2 separate regions of the Hordeum vulgare genome follow, and region 1 is linked to region 2. A link is a contact called in public Hi-C data. All regions are on one chromosome and are shown on one strand. The core of a region is the stretch at or near the end of the contact, and the rest is flanking DNA. Distances in the headings are between cores, read along the strand shown. Region 1 has its middle 19 kb from the start of LOC123428150. Region 2 has its middle 73 kb from the start of LOC123431040.

The links. A called contact is a pair of places that touch in the nucleus more often than the background predicts.
Region 1: a Hi-C map of leaf shows a contact between it and region 2, with 6 times the contacts expected there. The contact joins two enhancer-like sites. A contact is called at or near these places in 3 of 6 Hi-C or Micro-C datasets (leaf and seedling).

Annotation. Positions count from the first base shown.
Region 1 is chr2H:635,703,069-635,709,578 of MorexV3_pseudomolecules_assembly, reverse strand. No RefSeq gene overlaps it. Among protein-coding and RNA genes, the nearest start is that of LOC123428150, 19 kb to the left of the region's middle. Within about 2 kb of position 2,813, at least 3 of the 3 cell types and tissues checked have open chromatin away from gene starts, as enhancers often do. A contact at or near this core is called in leaf, where this site is marked.
Region 2 is chr2H:635,570,666-635,577,082 of MorexV3_pseudomolecules_assembly, reverse strand. No RefSeq gene overlaps it. Among protein-coding and RNA genes, the nearest start is that of LOC123431040, 73 kb to the left of the region's middle. Within about 2 kb of position 4,717, at least 2 of the 3 cell types and tissues checked have open chromatin away from gene starts, as enhancers often do. A contact at or near this core is called in leaf, where this site is marked.

The sequences.
Region 1 (6,510 bases), core at 1,564-4,063, 130 kb before region 2:
TAGAAAGCTTGAATAAATTTTTAAAGCACAAATATTTTTTGAATTTTCAGAACAAATTTTGAAACCGAGAACAATTTAAGAAAATATGAACAAATTTGGGAGCGCAAACAATTTTTTCAAGCATGAATATTGTTTGAATCTTGAGAACAAAATTTTAAAAAGCAGACCAATTTTGAGAAAGCCCGAACAAATTTAAAATCCCAAATAAATTGTTAAAGCACAAACATTTTTCTAATTTTGAGGACAAATTATAAAACCGAGAACAATTTTGAAAAAACGTGAACAAATTTCGAAGCACGACCAATTTCTTAAAACGCGAACATTTTTAGAATCTTGAGAAAAAAATCTTGAAAAGAGAAGAATTTTGAAAAAAAGGACCAAATTTGAAAGCGCGAACACATTTTTAAAGCACGAATATTTTTTGAATGTTGAGACAAATTTGAAAACCGAGAACTTTTTTGAAAAATCGTGAACCAATTTGGAAGCGCGAGCATTTTTTGAAGTCACAAACATTTTTTCAATCTTGAGAACAAAATTTGAAACTGAGTTCAAATTTGAATACCACCAAACAAATTGAAAAGCATAAACATATTTTTAAAGCATGAACTTTTTTGATTTTTTAAAACAAAATTTGAAACTGGAAACATTTCCGGAAAATCCTGAAAAAATTGAAAGCGCGAACAATTTTTTAATGCCTGAACATTTTTTGAATCTTAAAAACGTTTTTTGAAACTGAGAACTAGTTTGAATCTGAAAATCTAGTTTGCAAACCGAGAACAGTTTTTGAAAAATAAAGAACATTTTTTTGATTGTCAACGGAAAAGAAAAGGAATAAAAAGAATAAAGAAAAATGAAAAAGAAAAAACTGGTTCAGGAAACTTTCTAGAAGTTTACCAAAGCCGAGAAAAACCGGCCGGAAGGTTTCCAAAAGCGGCCACGGTAGCTCCATTACCAGGGCCAGCCCGATCCCCAGCTCTGTACGAAGCCTTGACATCGTTTTGCACAGAGCGAGAAATAGGATTTTCCAAGACTAAGGTCTGTCTGGCCTAACGTTTTTTTATTTTGAGTATGGGCAATTCTGAACCAGCATGTTATCGGCTTAACGTGCGTCCACTCGCGCTCATGTGTGTGGTATCTTTTTTCCTTTATTCGTTTATTCCTTCAGGTTCTTTTCATCTTCCCGGGTTTCTTCGCATGCTTGTTTTTTCCTTTGTTTTTCATCATTCTCTTCATTTTACCCACTGATTTAGTGTTATATTTTTATTTATTTCGTCTTTAATTTTTTTGTTTCTTTGTCGGTTTCCATTTTTTGTCCTGGTCTTCGCTGGTTTTATTTATTATTTTCTTGGTTTACTTTTTTTCTTCCCTGCTTTCAATTTTTATTCGTCATGCTTCATTTTTTCCTTTTTCTTGCTTTTGTTCATTTTCTTTTTCTTTCTTCGTTGGTTTTTATTATCATTTGGCTTTTGTTCAACACATGCCTTTTTTTTTCAGTGGTGAGTGTACATTTTTAGCATACACGTGAAACAGCTTTGTGATATGTTTTGGTAAATTTATCAAATACATGATATATACTTTTTGAATGCTTTATTGAATACATGGTTAACGTTTTCTTCAATATATGTTTTTATTGCTTATTTCTTCTATTCATTTTTTCATGTACAAAACGAATATTTTTAAAATTTTGAAATACATTTAGATATATGATCAAAATTGTGTATACATACTGTATACCTTTTGTATAAATGAGAAACATTTTTTATAAAATTTTTACATTTTTAAAAAGTTTGTCATACATTTTTCACAAGCTTATCATATATTTTTCAAACACTTTATCAACATTTATTTCGACGTGCTTGATTGATATTTTTCAATTATGCCATCAACTTTTTCATAGACACTGTATATATTTTGCAATCATTTTTCGTATAATGAGAAACATTTGTGTTTTTACATATTTAACATGTTCAAATATTTTATTAACATTCCCAAATCTTTACCTAATAATAAAGAGGCTATCGCTTCTGTCGGAAAACCCACCGGGACATTTTTACAAAAAAGCCCTCCTCTTTTCTGGTAATGGAACCCGCAGTCCTTCCCTCCCCGTTTCATTTTTGGTCAGTGTTTTCATATCCACACGCACCCGCGGCTGGCAGCTCAACGGAGAGGTGACCATGCGACGCCGGGATCCTCCCTCCGGCCTAGTCCTTCACCGCGGGTAGCACCGCGGGATCCTCTATCCGGCGATCCTTCGCGTCGCTGCGCCTCTTGTCGTCGGCGTCCCGCCGCAGCAGCCAAGCAAATGACGAGGTGGCGCGGACGGCCTCCTCCATCCCAGGCGGCCCTCTCCGGCAAGGTGAGCCCTGGAATGGGGCGAAGAAGGCGGTCGGACCGCCGTGAAGTGAGCTCGGGAATTTGGCGCTGGCGTGCTTTTGCGCGAGAGGGCCTCTCCTAACCCCATTGAACAAGGTATGCCTGTGCTAGAAATAGGATTCACCACAAATTAAAATAGCCCCACCTTGCCTTTTTTATCAAATTACACCAATTTATATACAAGTGCGAGTTGGCTGGAAATCAGCAAGCTGACTAGAGAATCAACAAACAGATGCATAAATTAAATTATGGGGAATGTTGTGAGCGAGTAAAAGAGAAAAATAAGACACCAAATTGGTGTGCTGCTGGCTACAAATCAGCAAACAGAGGGAGCAGAGGCTGAAAGAAGAGCACCGGAGTAAGATCCATCCATGGCAGGCCGGCCATCGAGTGGCCGTCGGTGCTGGAGCGACGACGGCCTTGAGCGGGCCGGAGCCAGCACCCAAGAAAGATCCATGGTGGGCCGGCCGTTGGTGCTGGAGCGATGGCGGTCTCTAGCGGGCCGACTGCAGCGTGAGGATCCCGACGGCGGCCTCAAGCTAGCCGGAGCAACGTGTCTCTTCTGCGAGACTAGCGGGAGGTCGGGATGTGAATATCGCGGTAGAGAAACCGAAGCGACGGGAAGTTGATCTCGCGTGTTGATGGACGCAGCGAGGTGGCTGGTCTCTTCTAGACGTGTTGGCCTTTTCCATCATGGATAGATAAATTCAGTGCAGCCGTGCACATAAATGGATGTGGTATACGTTTGTTCTCTCAACTGCTTTCTGTATTAAGGTTCAACTTGACAATCTAAAATAATAATTTTACTGTGTTTCTGTCCAGTAAACGTGAATGGAGCAACAGACTAAGTAGAGATGCAATTGCAATGGAGAACTCTATATAGTATATCGCAACATAACAGAAACTTAGAACATATATACGACAAGGAGTACACGGTCAACGCACACGACTGAAGCATACATGCATGGACATCGGACGAATTATACCACACTTTTATTGTCTCACGTCCGTAACTCAAAATAAATAATAAATATAGGATATTTTTATTATGAGTATGGTAGTCTAAATATAAAGTTGTTCACCCGATTAGGGTCCCAAAGAATCCTATTATTAATTGATTCATCATTTTTTTCATCATCACATTTATCATCCAAATGCCCAACCTAATTAATGATAACTGAGTTTTGCTTCGCAGCAAAGCTTGTCATTTTTTTCTCTCGATACAACGCACGAACATATTTGCTAGTGTTTATAATTTTTGTAATATACATTGTAATTGTTTTTTAAATATAAATATAAAATGTTTGAAAATATAAACAAGAGTAACAAAAACAAGACAAAATATTATAAAAAAGAAAACAGTTGAGGCTGCGGCCTCCCGCATGCCTGGGCTGGCTCATCTCGCACTCGCCTTCATGCGAGGTTGCCCTACATCTTGCTGTAAAGCAGACATAGGGGCGCCCCATTTTGCCGGGATTAGTAGACTATAGAAAATTCCGCATTCTCTTCATTTCTTTCATTTATTTTTCCATTTTCCTTGTTTATGAAACATTTATTTATTGAATTTATTAAAATGTTCACAAATTTGAAAATAAACAAATAAATAAAATTGTATTCAGGAGACATTGAAATGTTCATGAGTTCTTTAGAATATACATTATTTATTTAAAATATTCACGAGTTGTAAGTAATATACTTATTTTATAAGGTGCTAATGATATTTCTAAAAAAGGAATACGAAGGACACAACTACAACTTATAAAAATAAACATAAAATTCGTTAATAAGAATTCTCTATTATTTAAAATGAATATGAGTTTATGTTGTCTGCTTGTGCTTTGTCCAACCTTCAATACAATCCTATCCCTCTTGCTTATTTTTTGTATTTTTTTCATCTCAGGGTTTTTCTTCAATTTTACTTGAAAACCGCGTAGACTACCCCACCTCTTATTGAGTTTGAAAATAAAATTATGCTTTCTTACGTATATAGTAAATGCTTACCAATTTTCTTTCCGGGGATACCATTTAAAGGTTTACCAATAAAATTTTATTTTCTTACACAATCACACTACGCACATATAAATCACTAGCTAACCTACTAAAATATTTATAAACCATTACAACACATTGACAACCATCTAGTGAAACAAGAAAAAGAAAAACCTTAAGAACAACTCTAGCAGATGCGCTATATTACCATCCCGTAAAATCTTTGATGCGCCCGACTGAACACATAACGCAAAAGCATATTGTAAATTTAAAAACATAGATAAAACACAGTTCCCGCTACCATGTTTATCACAACACACTGGAGTTGATACATAAATGAAACACATAGATAAAACTTAGATCTAGTTGCGGGAGAGGAGCGGTGGCTCCGTACTTGACGCCGAGAAAGGATGCCGCCGCCGACTTGCGGCAAGCATGGGTGTAGACGGTGCTCCTCCTCCTTTGCGGCAAGCCTGTCCACCGCCCACCGTCACCGGTGAGGCCGCTGCCCTCCCTGTTGAGTATATGTATTATGTGGATATTATGTATTTGACCCATCTTCTAGTTTATATGGTTGAGGTCGTGATCCACCTTATACATCATATATACATGCGATCTTGTCTGAATTCTGAGCTTGCTTGGACCGCCAAGTTTCGTCTGAATTTATCAGCAAAAACTTTTGATCCTACTTTTTTTGCCCTTCCGGACTGAATTCTATCAGTTAAGTGCTCAACGGAAATATCAAGCCACGCTGCAAAAAGAAAAAAACCCGGAAATATAATGTCTTTCAAAAAGGAAAAGGAAGGGATGCGAGTAGTGGCACTTACAGAAGACGTACTCGTCGAGAATAGTTTCAGATACTTGCTTGAGCTTTGCTGTTCCCGACAACAGTCCCGAACAGTGGCACAACCGAATCCAATCGAGCCCGAAACGTCGCGTCTCGCAAGCAGTAGCCAGCTCGATCAGCCGGTCGCTGACTAAGATGGAGTCACAGTGGAAACCAACGCCAACATCGCTCAGCCTTACAGTGAGCAACTATTTCAGCATCTCTGAACATTCTTACTGTAACGGCGGGGGCGACAACGGCGACCCCGCCGGTCTCTCCGCTGTTGTGCCACTCCGGGACGGGACGGCTCGGCCGGCCATGGTAAGTGTAACATCAGGTCATCAGCCATGGCAGCAGTGTAGCACTGCACGATACGCACAGCCACTGCAGGAGCATGAGCATCTACCTGTACGTACCGGCCTGCACTGCTAGCTGCAGGCAGGTTAATCATAACTCTGGGTTCTGGATGTATGAGGTGCATGCATCACTGCATTTCTGTAAAAAATATATTTGGAACAGCTCCATGGCTCCCATGCTGTATATGATTATGTATGTACATGTTGGTCATGTGCTAGTCGATAAGGCGGCGATCAGATAGTGCGTTGACGCTCTGATCAATGGGTGCACCACTTGAAGCATCAGCTGTACACTTGTACCTAGTAGTATATATGTGGTCCTGTGCTGAGATAATTGGTGAGACAAACTGATGCCATGCTGTTTAAGTATTAGCGTGCTTGTGTCAAAGGCAGCACCACAATCCACCAATGCGTAGTTTATGCTGGCGGCCATATGCCAAAATGCGTCAGCCGTGAGCTCACTACCTAACCACCTGATCGAACCCTGAATAACAAAGACGATCCGTCGATCCATTCCATGTTTAACAATGCAATGCACGATCGATTGATCGATATGGATCGATGGAGAGGTTGTTGATTCCGAGGAAGTAAACAAGGCACCGGTTGTACGATGTTTCTGTTGGTGGATGCATGCATTTGCCAGCAGATGCGGACAGAAAACATACGTCCGTATCTTAGCAATTGATGCGAGTAACGTACGCATCTAGCGCAGGAAGGAAGCAATGCCAAGCTTGTGAGATTTACAAGGGACTTTAATGGATCATATACACATTCAAACATGCATGCCGTAGCACCGGATGAACAGCAACAACTCAGGCTCAGAGCATGTATAGTTTAATATTCCCATGCATGCGATCGAGCGAGATCGGTGGAGCTAATTACTGCCGTGTCGGAAACAGGCAGTGCGGTATCAACGTACATGTCCGTGCCGTGCCCCAGTATAAGTTTTCTGACGATGAAATGCCG
Region 2 (6,417 bases), core at 3,468-5,967:
TACACAAAACACACGCTGGCTGGCCTATTCTAAATGCTACGTACGTGCAAGGGACTTGAATGGATCATGTGCACATGCATGCCGTTGCACTGAATGAACAGCAGCAACTTGGAGCATGTAGTAGTAGTATAATGTATTCCCTTGTGAATTGCAGATCGATCAGATTAATTACTGCTGTGTCGGAACTACTCCCTCCGTTACTAAATATAAGTTTTTTAAAGATTTTTACTAGAAGGCTACATACGAAGCAAAACAAGTGAATCTATCTTTATCCAATAATAAAGCGGCTATCGCTTCTGTCGGAATTTTCGCCGCGGCATTTTATAAAAAAGTCCTTGTCGTTTGGCTGAATAAACCCGCGGTCCCTCCTCCCACACGAACCCGCTGGGCCCATATTCGACCCGCCCCGGGCCCGATGTTGGCCAAGCAGTTGTCGCCCGCGCCCCGCGCCAGATCTGGGAGAGGAGCTACCGAGTTTGACCGCAGCCGGAGCTCCCACGCCGCCCGACCCCGTCCACCTCGCGTTGTCGACCAACTCCGGCCGGAGCCTCGCGGGTGACCCAGGCCATCAGCGTCGCTCGCCCCTTCTTCTTCCCTTTTATCTCTCTCCTGCCTCACCGTCTTTTCTCTACCAGACACCGACATGGACGCCCGAACTCCCAGCCGCATCTCTAGCACGTCGACGCTCAGATCCACACTCCCTCGCCCAGATCATGTTGCCATGGACCCATTCTCGCCGGATCCGCTCCAGGCGTCGTTGCTTCGCCGGAGTCCATCGCCGTTGCCTCCCTACCTCGGGCAGGAGGAAGGGGACGAGCTCCCGTTGGCCCCTCGCTCGCTGCCCCATCCGCTCGTGTGGGCCGCGCAGCTCAAGCCGCAGCGCCAGGCTGTCTCTCACAACGTCAAGGCCTAACGTTTCATATATTTTTTTGTAAAGCCAATACGTTTTATTATGGGTATTTACGAGTGGATTGCTAATTTACTAGTATCATATTAGTAGCCCAATGGCTAGAGGTTAAACCTTTTACCACATAGTCCTCGGTTCGATCCTAGATAAGCGTATCTTTGTTATCAAACATATTTTTTATTAATAAAACACAGAATTGTGGGGACCCTTTTAAGGGCTATTGTCACTGGCCATTTTTTTCTCTTCAAAAAGCATATGGAAAAACCACAGGAGTGTGAAGAATTTTCATTCACGTTGCAGCACATGCGCATGTGACAAATTGAGACGAGAAATGAGGGATATAGGTGTAGACATGAGACATGTAACAATGTCTTCCGTTACAACGCACGGGCATTTGTGCTAGTAATCTAAAATATGTCTATATACATCCGTATGTAGTCAACCTAGTGTAGTCAACCTAGTGAAACCTTTTAAAATATTTATATTTAGGAACGAAGGGAATAGGAAACATGCCCATAAGTCCGTGCCGTGCCCGTGCCCCATGCACGGCAACCTATATACTACTGTATAAGTTTTCTGAGGAATTGCCGTACGTACGTTGCATCAGAAGTTAATCGAACAGTATAGGCGTTGAGCTACAAAACAAAAACACTTGCATTGATGCTGGAACGTACGTGTCAGGTTCCCCTATCTGCGGTACTTGTCCATCTTCCGTAATGGTTTAAGATGAGTTTGTTCTACTAAGCAACCCCACAGCCAACCGCAACCCGTCTTTTCCGTCTAGAACTATAGAGTACCACATATACTGCACTAGAATACGGACCCTCGCATTGTATTTTCGGTAGAAAATGAATATGCGTCGAATTTTGTACGAAGGTCTTGATTGCAGCAAAGTACTCCTACCGCATCCTCTTCAATATCGAATCGGACGCTCTTAAAACATCTACAGCCGGACGCTTCAAACAACCCTTCATATGTTACGGACGCGTCCAATTAATGATAAGAAAAAAAAGAAAAAGAATCAAGAAATGATCTAACCGGACCCATATCATTCTTATACGTTCAGGTCATCTTAAATATAAGAAGGATATGAGAGTTCACGGACGTGTTTGGGCGTGTCCGATCAGTTCGTCACGTAGGATGCGACCCTATCCGGACCATCTTTTCCTTTTTTATTTCTTCTTTTCTTTCTCTTTCTTTCTCTTCACCAATCGTAAGCAAGTGATCGGACATTTGAGGAAGAAATGAGGATTGTGGCTACGCGGATGGACAAATAAGGGACACGCCCGACCACTCACCGGGCGCGTTCGCGGACATTTAGAGAAACTTCAACGGGTCGAACCAAACGAACGACGATTTTGTCCGTTTTTCGTCCGTTTGGGTCGTCCGCCAGCCTGTCCGTGTTCGTTTTTTTAAATGAGTCAACATATGCATCCAACGGAAAGCAAGTGAGCAGCAGTACTGTGGCAATAAAATAATAGTTTCAGAATAGCATGAGGCCAGCAAATTAAATAAGCAGGCAGACGTGGGTGGGTGACTGTGTGACAAGTGGGTCAGGTTGACCACATGCGGACACCGAGAGGGGGTGCGCGCGCCGTCTTTGCATCCACGCTAATCCATTTTAGTCCTAAATTTAAGCCGAAAATGGGTGGGCGTGGAGGCGAAGCGGACGCGTTTTAACAATGAGTCCGCATGCTGGACCATCACTTTTATCCATTCGAACCCAAACGAACGGAGGCAGACGAAATAGGTCGCTATGTTGGAGTTGTTTTTATGGTGCATATTTGCTATGTCCGGCTGTATTACACTGCAGCCATACAGACTGCTTCAGACATGGTTTGATTCGAGCTCCACTACTGAATGTAAGCTATGTATATATGAATGTATGATTATAAAAGCATCCGCGTTTGTACTATGCTATAAAAAGGATATCACTAGTTTCAGAATAGCATGAGTAATAAGAAATGGAAAAGGACAGAAAAGAAAAGGGTCCCTTCATTCATTCCTTACTTGAGTTTGGCTGGCTCAGTTGAATGCCCAGAACGCAACGCAAGTTCTCCTTTCCTTTCTTGCGAGAGACGCACCGGCTTTTGCAGTCCACGGCCCGCATCGATTCCGTGTGTCTCCCCCACGGAAATATTTCAGTTCACGTCGACCTGCACATGCATGCAGATCCATGCGCGGCGTGCAGGTCTGACGAGGAGGTGCTGTTTCCCGCACAAGCGCAGGCCTGGCTTGTCTTGTCGCCTTGCAAGAGAAAGCCGCAGGGATCACGCGGCCTCCGATCCTCAAGTCCTGATTCTTCTGCCGCATGGCATGCCGAGGTGCAGTGAAGGTGACCGACCAGGGAGACATGCACCGAAAGGCTCTTTGGTTTCAGTTCAAAAAGTCAGGCGAGAACGAGAGGAGAGAAGAGGCAAGTGGAGTGACGCCATCGCGGCAGAGGATAGGAGGGGTTTGAAGAGGAGACATGCAGAGGTAGACGATGACCAGAAGAGGAGATGGGCGGTTCCGTGACTCGACACAGGCATCAGATATGGGGTATAGCTTTCTTTGCGTGTGGTCAAAAATGTATATACCTTTTGTGGTTGATGACGGAAGAATGACTGAATACGGGGGCAGTAAATCGGCATCCTTTTTTACTGGTCAAATCTTGATGGTGTCACGGCTGCTGCTGCTGCTGGGAAGTACCACAGTAGTACCATCTCCTCCCATGCTGTTGTTGCTCTCACATGTACGCCAATGTAATAAGCAGAAACAGTCTAAAGTAGGCACGCCTTCGTATACACAACTCCTCCACTTCTGAATACTCTTTCCTCTGCAGCGCAGCGTAGCAGAACAGGAGGAGCAGGAAATCTCTGATCAAGCTAGGCACCTTCATAATTTAGTAAGGCAAGGAAAAGAGATGATGCCCATGTCCTGCGTTGATGTGTGATGCTGCAACATTTCAAGTTTGAATCTCTTGACACAACCAACCACCACAATTGTTGACAGGATGCTACCGCGAAAAGGTGTCCCTTCCTTTCAAAGCTATATGAAGCTCCATCTGTAGTATCACCTGACATTTTTCTAACTAGTAACAGCAAGTACTTGATAAAAAACATAACTGCTATTTGTAATAGCCAACAAACAACATGGGTGTGTGTCAAGCTGGGTTAGGGAGAGCTAACACAAGAAAAGAAAGGGTATTGAATGAAACCCACTGTGGCTGTACAACATCGTCCTAACTCCTAATATCTATTAACAAATCCGTGATATAGTTGCCACCTTTGTCCTGCAGGGTTGCAATTAACTTGCAACCCCACATCTAGCATGTTTCAAGAAAGAAAAGAGAAGAAAAGATGAAACTATGTATGTAGGAGTTGGTTCGATGTTCGTGTCCATGTTAAGCTCTCGATGTGTAGACTTTGAAGGGTGATCGACTAGTCGGCGTCGAGGAAAACAATGGCGCTATACGTCATCAATAATTCAGAAAAAGATAAGATAAAGCCGAGTCCATACTCTTCCTGGAAAGATAAGAATAAGCACATATTACCTATAACTTCACTGGAAACAGTTAAGGTAGGACACACTAGGAAAAACCTCAAAGTTGAACTGAACTGAATGGAGTACTACTATATTTGCCCTCTTGTGTTTATATGGTAATGGTATGTACAAAACATCCTGCTTTATGTTTTGCAATGGTTACTCACACCCACCGGCCACCAGATCATGTTGCCCTTTCTTCATCATCACCATCACTATGGCGGTACCAAGTTAGGTCTAGATTACATGGACCGGTAGCTAATTTCTTGGGCATCTATATTGGTCCAGCTACAGTTTGGGTACTAGGAATGGGACATGGGTTGTGATGCCTACTTCCCAATAAGGAATGCATTAACGTCTAAGCTGACATCCAGCTAGATTTTCCTCAACAAACTCTTATAGCCATACGTTGAGCATCTTCCAAATGTGGAGTTTATGGCCACACTCAAACTCCCACTGTTCCACACTTGGTATGTCCTAACTACCAACAATAATTAAGAAAAGGCCGTATAAGCCGTCCGAGTTGTGTTGTATTTGCGAAATTACCGCGTTGAAACAAACAAATTTTGTGCATGGAACAAGTATTTCACAAAGTGAGTGAGTATTGCTTCCTAAGAAACAAATGGATGTTTTGTGTCTTTTTTCAGGTCTATTTTTTTAGGTTTATTAGAGCATCTATAGCCGGACCCCATACCCCCTTAAACGTTCGTGCAGACCGTCCGTTCACTCACCGGTCATAAAATTTCGACCCAGCCGGATCTTCCAAATCGGCATCAAACGTCCGGGCTGACAGGCACCCCTCATATCTAGTCCGAATATGGGGCGGATATGGGGACGCCCGGGCATGCCCGCACTAGCCCGCATCGATCCCACATATATTTATCCCCATCTGCTCATTGGACCAAATCCTAGCCACTTCACTCCACTACCCTGCACTCCCATCCGTCACCCTAGCTCTACTCAGGCGATCTCCGGCCTTCTCCGACATGGAGGGCAGTGGATCTGACTCCGATCAGTACGGATCATCGACTAGGAGGTCATCCCGTGTGGATTGGAGGAGGCAAGGACGGCCCGCATTGCACTCCGCTGCTCCCAAGAGGATATCGCCCAACCGACGGCAGGATCTATCCGCTGCGACTCCATAGCGTCCGCTCAAAGGGGCGCTCGGTTCCTGTGGGACAGGAACATCGCGGTCTCGTCGGGCGAAAAATCTCTCCTTCCCCTTCACCGATCCAGCAGATTTCGAGTCCCACCGGGATCGGGCCGCCATCCACGGGAAGGAGAGGATAAGGGCCGCCAAGGTCTGTCTAGCGAAGAAGATGGCGGCATCGGAGGCGGTTGATGCGGTTGCACAGACGGGGTTAAGGAGTAAGCCATCTGCGCCCGCATTTTGAAGAAACGACGACGAAGGAACACGCGGGCCCTCGCCCGTGAGCATAATGGGACGGTCCGTGAAATGGCCGGACTACCATTAAAGGAGGAGAAGGAGTTGAGTGACGGCGAGGACAGCTCCAGCGACGAGCAGATCCGGCTTGATCCGTACTGCGTCTATGACCAGTACTTCGGCGAGAAGGACGGCAAGGGCTCGGGAAAGGGCAAGGGTAGTCGTGGCTGATCTCCACCATAGCCAAGCATGCCTAATATAGATAGTCCGATGGCATATTAGTATTAATGGAGTAGTCAGACGATGTGTGTAGTGCACCGACGTAGTAGTTGCCTGGTTTGTATGGATCTGAGACATGATATTTGAGGTGTTCGGTTGTAGAATGGATTGTTTGAGCCGTGACCAGTCAGTACCCGCGAAAACGCCGTGGCGCGTCCGTGGGAATATGAGGGCCCATATTAGCAAGTTCCGATCATAGATGCTCTTATTCACAAATCTGAAATGAAACTTATCACTTCTTTTTTTGTCGATTTTTGAGGCTAGGTAGCCTATCGAGATCGTAGACACGCTTTTCATGTCAATGATGTTGGAAATATGTCCT